Regions from separate parts of the Sus scrofa genome. Here all the other regions are linked to region 1. The links are chromatin contacts, called in public HiChIP or PLAC-seq maps. All regions are on one chromosome and are shown on one strand. The core of a region is the stretch at or near the end of the contact, and the rest is flanking DNA. Distances in the headings are between cores, read along the strand shown.

The links. HiChIP or PLAC-seq counts read pairs in DNA pulled down with a chosen protein or histone mark.
Region 2: a contact with region 1 is called in an H3K27ac HiChIP or PLAC-seq map of alveolar macrophages. The contact joins the promoter of UBE2D4 here to the promoter of MRPS24 in region 1. A contact is called at or near these places in 2 of 47 Hi-C or Micro-C datasets (embryonic fibroblasts and liver) and 2 of 2 datasets of contacts at active chromatin or transcription factors (alveolar macrophages and skeletal muscle).
Region 3: a contact with region 1 is called in an H3K27ac HiChIP or PLAC-seq map of skeletal muscle. The contact joins the promoter of PGAM2 here to the promoter of MRPS24 in region 1. A contact is called at or near these places in 1 of 47 Hi-C or Micro-C datasets (alveolar macrophages) and 2 of 2 datasets of contacts at active chromatin or transcription factors (alveolar macrophages and skeletal muscle).

The regions. Positions count from the first base shown.
Region 1 is chr18:48,824,398-48,827,097 of Sscrofa11.1, forward strand. It overlaps MRPS24 (28S ribosomal protein S24, mitochondrial), which reads left to right and starts at 1,350. Exons shown (of 7, transcript XR_002340520.1): 1 at 1,350-1,446; 2 at 1,526-1,594; 3 at 1,698-1,809.
Region 2 is chr18:48,755,044-48,757,743 of Sscrofa11.1, forward strand. UBE2D4 (ubiquitin-conjugating enzyme E2 D4) reads right to left here and starts at 1,271. Exons shown (of 7, transcript XM_003134861.6): 1 at 1,139-1,271. The coding sequence starts at 1,162.
Region 3 is chr18:48,709,128-48,711,827 of Sscrofa11.1, forward strand. It overlaps PGAM2 (phosphoglycerate mutase 2), which reads left to right and starts at 1,365. Exons shown (of 3, transcript NM_001134968.1): 1 at 1,365-1,832; 2 at 1,944-2,124. The coding sequence starts at 1,419. LOC106506850 (a long non-coding RNA gene) reads right to left here and starts at 1,069. Exons shown (of 2, transcript XR_001302456.2): 1 at 948-1,069.

The DNA of each region.
Region 1 (2,700 bases), core at 100-2,599:
AACTCATTATATAGATTATGGAACTGAGGCCCAACTGTACAAAGATTGTTACACCTGAGCCGGAATCCAGAGTCCATGATTTTCCCAGTGTGAATTCAGAACTAGGATTGCCAGTGTTGCTACTGTCCTTCTGACGATAATTACTGGATACCGATTACAGCGGCAATGCTTTGGTTTGAGTATTACAGGCTCTGCAACATCTCCAGGCATTCCCTGGTCATTTAGCCCTTTCTCCTTTAAAGTTTTCCTTCCCCAGGGACCAGACACCAAGGTAAGGTCACATATGAAACCCTACCCATAACCCATCTTTGAAAAACTGTTTCTTTAAAATGTATTAAAGTACGGCTGTTTACAATATTATATTAGCTGTACAACATAGTAACTCAGTATTTTTATAGCTTATACTTCATTTAAAATTATAAATTAAAAAAACCTATTTCCTGTGTCGTATAATACATTCTTGTAGCCTATTTATTTTATACATAGTAGTGCCCCTTAATCCCCTGCCCCTATCTTGTCCCTCCAAGAACTGGGTAAAGTTTTAACCAAAACACATTTCCTCTTTATTGTGGATAAAGGTCAGACCTTTTTTTTTTTTTTCTTTTCTTTTTTTTTTTTTGGTCTTTTCTAGGGCAGCACCTGCAGCATATGGAGGTTCCCAGGCTAGGGGTCGAATCGGAGCTGTAGCCGCCGGCCTACGCCAGAGACACAGCAACGCGGGATCCGAGCTGCGTCTGCAACCTACACCACAGCTCACGGCAACGCCGGATCCTTAACCCACTGAGCGAGGCCACGGATCGAACCTGCAACTTCATGGTTCCTAGTCGGATTCGTTGACCACTGAACCACGAAGGGAACTCCTGGGTTTTCTGTTGTTTTTTCTTTTCTTAAAGGGTATCACTTGGAGTCAGAATTCACCAACCTAATTTCTAGAGCGTGGCAAAAGGCTCGGCTCCCACGAAAGGCCCAGGCCGGCATGGGAAGCAGTGAGCGCTACAGTCTCCCGGGGACCCCCACCAGGAACCCCACCAGGACCCCCATCCTTCGCCTCACGGCCGCCTGCTCTGGGGCGCCGAATCCTTACGTTCTGCGTCAGCCAGTTTCCGGAGCCGAACCACGACTGTGGTAGGCGGAGGGGGGGACGGCCTGTGCCAGGGCTGCAGGCGGAGGCGGAGAGCCCAGCTCCCCACACCAACCGGGTCCACCCAGGCCGTCGCACGAGCTCCGAGCCGAGGCCTCCGCCTCCCACCGGCGGTCAGCGCCGCCGACTGCACCGCGGCCCCGTCCGGGGAGCGGCTCCACCCCCGCGCCGGCTCGCACGTGGTCTCGCCCGCGTGGTGCCCTCCCGCGCTTGACCTTTAACCCGGGGGCCGCCCCGCCCCCAGGCGGCGCTCCGCTCGGCCCAAGATGGTGGCGTCCGTGTGCGGCGGGGGGCTACGGCCGCTGGTGAGTGGGCGGCGCGGACAGGGCGGGTGGGTGGAGGTGGGAGCCCTCGTTTCTGTCTCACGACCCCGTCTCCCTGCAGGTGCTGTCGTGGAGCCGGGAGCTGCCCTGCGCCTGGCGCGCCTTGCACATCTCCGCGGTCTGCGCCAAGGTGAGTCTAGCCTGGGGGCGCGCGGCCTGGGGGACTGGGACGTGGCCTGGTGCGCGGCCTGGATCAGGGGTCGCGGGGAGTCATGGCCCCGTTTTCCTTCTAGAACCGGGCGGCCCGAGTCCGAGTGAGCAAGGGGGATAAGCCAGTGACCTATGAGGAGGCGCACGCGCCTCACTACATCGCGCACCGCAAGGGCTGGCTGTCGCTGCACACAGGTGAGGGGACGAGGCTTGTCCCGGCGGCGGGAGCGGGGAGGACGTGCAGCGGAGCTGGTGTTACAACCCCAGTTTTCACCGAAGGCGCGCTCAGTCGTGACTGTCTCGTAAACACGAAATGAACGCGTGCTAGAGGTTTTATTTAACTCAGTCGTCAATGTGAGAGCTAAAAATACGTTAAATGCTTTCAAAGGAGGAGTAGATACTTATATGAGCGGAGATGTTGAAATGTATTTGGAAGGGATGCAAAATTGGCTTTTTCCGTGGGGAGCAAGGACTCAGAAATTAGTTGCATGCCTAAAGACAATTATTTTGCACTGCTACCAGTTATCTATAGTTTAGGTGTAAAATAACTCAGAGGCAGTGAAATGTGGAACCTTGTAGAATTCGACGACCTGGAAAGCTGTTCTAAATATTGCAGTTTTCCGCTGAAGCACAGGTGTTTCACTGTGAGTATATGTAGTTGATCTTCCTCATTCACAGATTCCGTATTTGTGAATTTGTCTACTCTTGGTGCTTTCACATTCATGTTCGTTCTAAGAAATGGTGGAACAACCCCCGCCCGCCCCATGCACCTAAGCTGAGGTTGAACAAGGCTCTGCCTTCTGGTTTCATCTTCACGCTATAAACAGGTATCCCTTTTGAGGTCCTTTAGTGCCGTGCTTTCAAGTTTGTGATTTCACTGCCTTAAAATAGCCTGTATGGAATTCCCGTCGTGGCTCAGTGGTTAACGAACCGGACTAGTAACTACGAGGTTTCGGGGTTGGATCGCTGGCCTAGCTCAGTAGGTTAAGGATCCAGCATTGCTGTGAGCTGTGATGTAGGCCGGCAGCTGCAGCTCCGATTAGACCCCTAGCCTGGGAACTTCCATACGCCGAGGGTGCGGCCCTA
Region 2 (2,700 bases), core at 21-2,520, 69 kb before region 1:
TCATCCATACATTTATTCCCTATGGGTAATCATTATATACGTTACTGTTCGTGTACTTTTGGAATGTTAATGTTAAAAATTAGTTATGATGGAGTTCCCACTGTGGTGCAGTGGGTTACGAATCCGACTGCAGTGGCTCTAGGCGGCCAGAATTGCTGGTGGGTTCCATCCCCAGCCAGCTCAGTGGGTTAAAAGATCTAGTGTTGCTGCAATACAGGTCGCAGCTGTGGCTGGGATTCAATCCCTGGCTGGAAAACTTCCATATGCTGTGGGTGTGGCCATCAAAAAAGAAAAAAAATTAGTGACGAATACCATTTCACAACATGAAAAACTCCCACGTTTAATGGTATTAGAAAAAGCAGAATACAAAATATACAAAATACTGGAAACGATGCTAGAATGTCAACAAATGGTAACACAGTAGCACTAAAGACACTTGTTTCTCTTCTACAGTTGTGCAGTTTCCAAATTCTAGTTAATATAGTAAAGGCCTACAAGGACTCTCAATCACCTACATGTTAAAAAAGTTATGCCTGGCACTGCCCCTGAAGCCCACACCTGTCCTCCCCACGCACTCCCAGCCCCTCTTCAGCGGTGCTAAAACTCAGATCATCCTCTCCGCACCCCAAGCCCAGTCCATCCACGCCGCGAACGCCCTTCCTTTTCTGCTCATGCAGAATGCCTACTCAATACTTAGGACCCAGCTTCAAATCGACTCCTCTGCCCAGCCCTCCAGACCCCCCTACCCCCCAGAAGGCCGTGCCCTCCTTCCTCCGCCAACCCGGGCCGTCTCTCCGCCCAGGCTGCACGCGGACAGGCGCCGAAGTTCCGAGAGCCCGCAGCTCCCCGCAGGTGCTGGGGGAGGAGTGGGGGGGGGGACGGCGGGAGGTGGGGGGTAGACGTGACGTTCCGCCCCGCCCCGCCTCGCGCGACGCGAGCCCCACGTGACGCCGCCCCGCCCCGCGCGCCGGGCCGTGCCCTTTTAAGGCCGCGCGGGCGGCGCTTCCGCCTCCCTCCCTGGCAGGTGTCACCGTGCTCTGCGCTGCCTCAGCCGCCGTGCGCGTAGCGGCCGCGGCGCCCCGCCGGCGGATCGACGCTTCGGACTCGCAGGGAGCCAGAGGGCCAGAGGAGCCCTTACCTTCTGGATCCGCTTCAGCGCCATCCTACCCCCGCTGCTGGGGACGGGGGCGCCCGGCCCGGGGCTGCCAGAGGCGGCCCGCTGCCGGCTCGGCCGCCGCGCAGCGCTGCAGGCTGGGAACGGCCGCCTGCGCCTGCGCGCCGCGGGGCACTGTGGGGCGGCGTTCCGCGTGCGGCGCGTCCCGGCGCGGGCGAGCGGGAGCGGCGGGGCCGCGGGTCGCCTCCCGCCTGCGGTGTGTCGCCCCGCCACCCTACCCCGGGGGTCAGCGAGGGCCTCCCGCCGGGTCTGCGAGGGCCTGGGGAGGCGGGCGGAGAGAGGGGTCTCGTTGGTCTAACCCCGTAGAGGTGCTGCGGCCGTGCTCTCTGACCCCCTTCTGTGTTCCATCCCAGGCTGTCACATACTCCTGAACGTAGTGGTTCTCAGCTCTGCTTTGAACTTAAGTCTGTAAGTATTCATACCCTTTCCTGTGTTATGTGTCAAGTAGCTTGCACTTCTTTCCATAGACATACACGTAACAGAGCTGTATATGCAGTGCGCCTGGAGATGTGCGTCTCTGTAATGTTTGCGGGTGATTTTGACGTCCTGCCAAACTTGAGAACCACGGCCTTAAACGGTGCATATCCAGACTTAGCTCTGTCTTCCCCCTTTCTTCAAGACCCTGCAGGCATCTAGGTGAGAGTTTTTGAGTTAGGAACAATTGGTGTGTCACGAAGTCAGTTTGTTGGGTTGTAGCCAACGTTTAAAAAAAAAGTGAAATAGAATACAAAGTCTCAGTGCATTTTATATAATAAAGGTGAGAATTGCGAAAGTTCTACTTTGTGTGTGTGCGTAGATGATAATATTTATCTTCAAAACCTAGGAGTTTTTGAGAGTGGAGTGCAGTGTAATTACTCTAGCAATTAGGTGTCATCTGAGGCTGTCACTGACCACCCAGGACACATGGTCATCTGTATGCGGTTACTCCGAATGTAAAATGTATTACAGACATTTCCATGGTCCCCCGCCATCTCTTTTGCCCAGAAGTCTTCAGGGATGCCCAGTGATCTCCAAGGATTCCATCCCGGGGCATGTAAGGCCCCTCAAAATCTAGTGTCATCCAGTCTGGTTTACTCTCAAGAGTGTTTGTCACTGTTCCCGTGATATTCCTTTGCTCCTGGTTGCCCTCTAGAAAACTTCCTCTTTCTTTCCCCTTAAAGCACAGCCAACACTCACCTTGTAAAGCAAATTGAAGCCATCATAGACCTTGGTTGAGTGCCACCTCTCCTCGTTGTCACTCAGTAACTCTGTCCTGTTAGTCCATTCCATCCCCATATTGTTTTAATGGGCCCTCCCCTCAGAACAAATGATCGTAGATTTTTATAAATGTTTGTGTATTTGTGGGAGACTCTGAACCTAAGTGACAGTGGTGGTTATCTCTGGATGGTGAGTTTGCTAATTTCCAAAGTTCCCAGAGAATTTGCCTTACTTGTAAAACCGAATGGTGTTGAAAAGCAAGTGAAAAATTCTATTTCTGCTTCCTATTGGTAGTCTAGAGCATAGTCTTCTAAACTTTTTGCATGAAT
Region 3 (2,700 bases), core at 115-2,614, 120 kb before region 1:
GTGGGAGGAAGTGGGGGGCTGTGGATGGGGCCCCCCGGGAGGGTGCAGCTGCAACTTGGCATCTCGACCCTGCTTGGTTTCTTCACAGCCCAGGCCCCAGTGGCCCTTGTCCCCAACACCTGAAGGCAGAGTTCCTGGGCCTGCACCCGTCTACACCGTCGCCTAGTCCCAACCTCAGCCTACCTCCGGGTGCTCCTGGTAAGCTGGGCACAGACCTAACAACCAGCACCTCTGATCCTGGGGCCCCTTGGGGACATGAATCCTGAATTTCATCTTTCTTTTTGGCCGTGCCCATGGCACGTGGAAGTTCCTGTGCCAGGGATCGAACCTGCACCACAGCAGGTTGAGCCACCAGGGAACTCCTTGTTTTTCTTTTTAAAGGTAGTTCTAGCTGGACGGAATGAGCCGGGCTAGGTGGAGTGTGGCAGGCGTAGATGAGAATTCAGCAAAGGGACACGGGAGGAGAAAGCCCTCTGCTCCTCTCTCTGGTCCAGGCAGCCAGGCCCGCGGTGCTGCCCAGCTCAGCCCTTGCCCCCCACTGCTGCCACCTCCCACAGGGCCGGACCTCCCTCAGGGCCACGGCTCTCGCCCTGGCTCTGCCCTCAGCAACATTTCCTCCTCCTCTGTCCCTTGAGGGGACTAGTGCAGGGGATGGCTCGGCCGATTCCAGCCCGGCTGTCAGCCCCAGGCTCCCACAGGGCTCCTCCTGTGAGCCAGCGGGACAGAGGAACCCGAGGGAAGTCCCAGCGGTATTCAGACCCCATTCCTGGGCGGGCAGAGCAGAGCCTCTGGGGGATCCTCCTGGCAGCTCACACATGCACACGCATGCAACACATACACGTACCCACGGTTCTACACGCACTCACCGTGCACGCGCACGTGCGTGGGCAAACACACACGCACGTTCCCATCCCCGGCTCCCTCTGACACCAGGCTACTGTCCTTACCCAAAAGCAGGCTTGGCGCCGGCTGTGCTGAGGGACCAGGAGGAAGTGGCTGGGGTTTTTCTGCCCCTTGCCCGACAGCGTCAGGGCCCCTGGGAGCAGGGATGGGCTGATGGGGCTGGAACGCCAGCCTCTGGGGGAGTCCTGCCCTGGAGAGCCCCTCTGTTCCTTCGGGCCCCCGCCTCTCGGGCTTGACGTCTGCCCTCCATGCCCAGCCCTGCTCGGAAGCCCCACCCAGCCCGGGCTCCGGACCTGTGGCGACTGGTGGTGGGTGAGGCTATTTTAAGTCCAGCTCTTGGACTGCCTGACACTCGGCTCTGCTACTGGCCACCTGCCGCTGCCCATCAGACCTGGAATGCTAATTGGCAGTTGGCCTGGGTGGGGGCAGGGGACAGACTGTTATAAAGCTGGGGGTGCCCGGGAGGCACCTGTCCCTGTCTGGAGCCTGCCACCGTCCCCGCCACCACCGCCACCATGGCCACCCACCGCCTCGTGATGGTTCGGCACGGCGAGAGCACCTGGAACCAGGAGAACCGCTTCTGCGGCTGGTTTGACGCGGAGCTGAGCGAGAAGGGGGCCGAGGAGGCCAAGAGGGGGGCCCATGCCATCAAGGACGCAAAGATGGAATTTGACATCTGCTACACGTCGGTGCTGAAGCGGGCCATACGCACCCTCTGGACCATCCTGGACGGCACGGACCAGATGTGGCTGCCCGTGGTGCGCACCTGGCGCCTCAACGAGCGGCACTACGGGGGGCTCACCGGCCTCAACAAGGCGGAGACGGCCGCCAAGCACGGGGAGGAGCAGGTGAAGATCTGGAGGCGCTCCTTCGACATCCCACCGCCCCCCATGGATGAGAAGCACCCCTACTACAGCTCCATCAGCAAGGTGGGCTGCTGGCGGGCGGGGGGAGGCCTGGGGATGGGGGCCTTCGGGACGGGAGCCCGGGCGGGGCCGGGGCAGCTGTCTGGGGAGTGAACGCAGTGTGGATGCCCCCAGGAGCGGCGGTACGCAGGCCTGAAGCCCGGGGAACTGCCCACGTGCGAGAGCCTCAAGGACACCATTGCCCGGGCCCTGCCCTTCTGGAACGATGAGATCGCGCCCCAGATCAAGGCAGGCAAGAGAGTGCTCATCGCAGCCCACGGGAACAGCCTGCGGGGCATCGTCAAGCATCTGGAAGGTGAGGCCCACCCTCACAGGCAGGCCGGGTGACACAGTCCCCTGAAACAGTCAGCCCCCTTTCAGCAAAGGCCCAGGTGCCTTGAGGCAGCTTTGCAGGCACCGGCATGGGGGGTGGGGCTCCAAACTGACTTCAACTGGGCGGGTCGAGAGGCCGTTTGAAAAACAGCTTTGTAAGCATGTTCATTGCTGTGTGTACTGGGACGCGGCGGAACATGAGTGTTCTGGAGCCGGTGGGTGAAAACGCCTGCCACTCCTGACCCAGGCCCAGCCATCTACACAGGGGCTGAGGGGTCCCCGGCTGGCCCTGTGTCCTAAACACCAGCCCCGGGCGAGAGGAGGGAAGGCCAGCAATGGCATCTTGCCCAGAGGCCACCCAGGAAAAGGCAGGGCATCACTTTGCTGAGTGACCCTGGTCCAGTCACTCCCCCAGAAGCTGCTGGATATGGGACCCAGGCCAGGGCCCTGTCCCCCTGCTCACACCCACTCCAGGCAAAGACGAGTGGGAAGAAGGGCACAGGGGGTGGAAAACCCTAGAGACCCTCAGTTGGCCTTCCGTTCAAAAGGCAGCAACCCC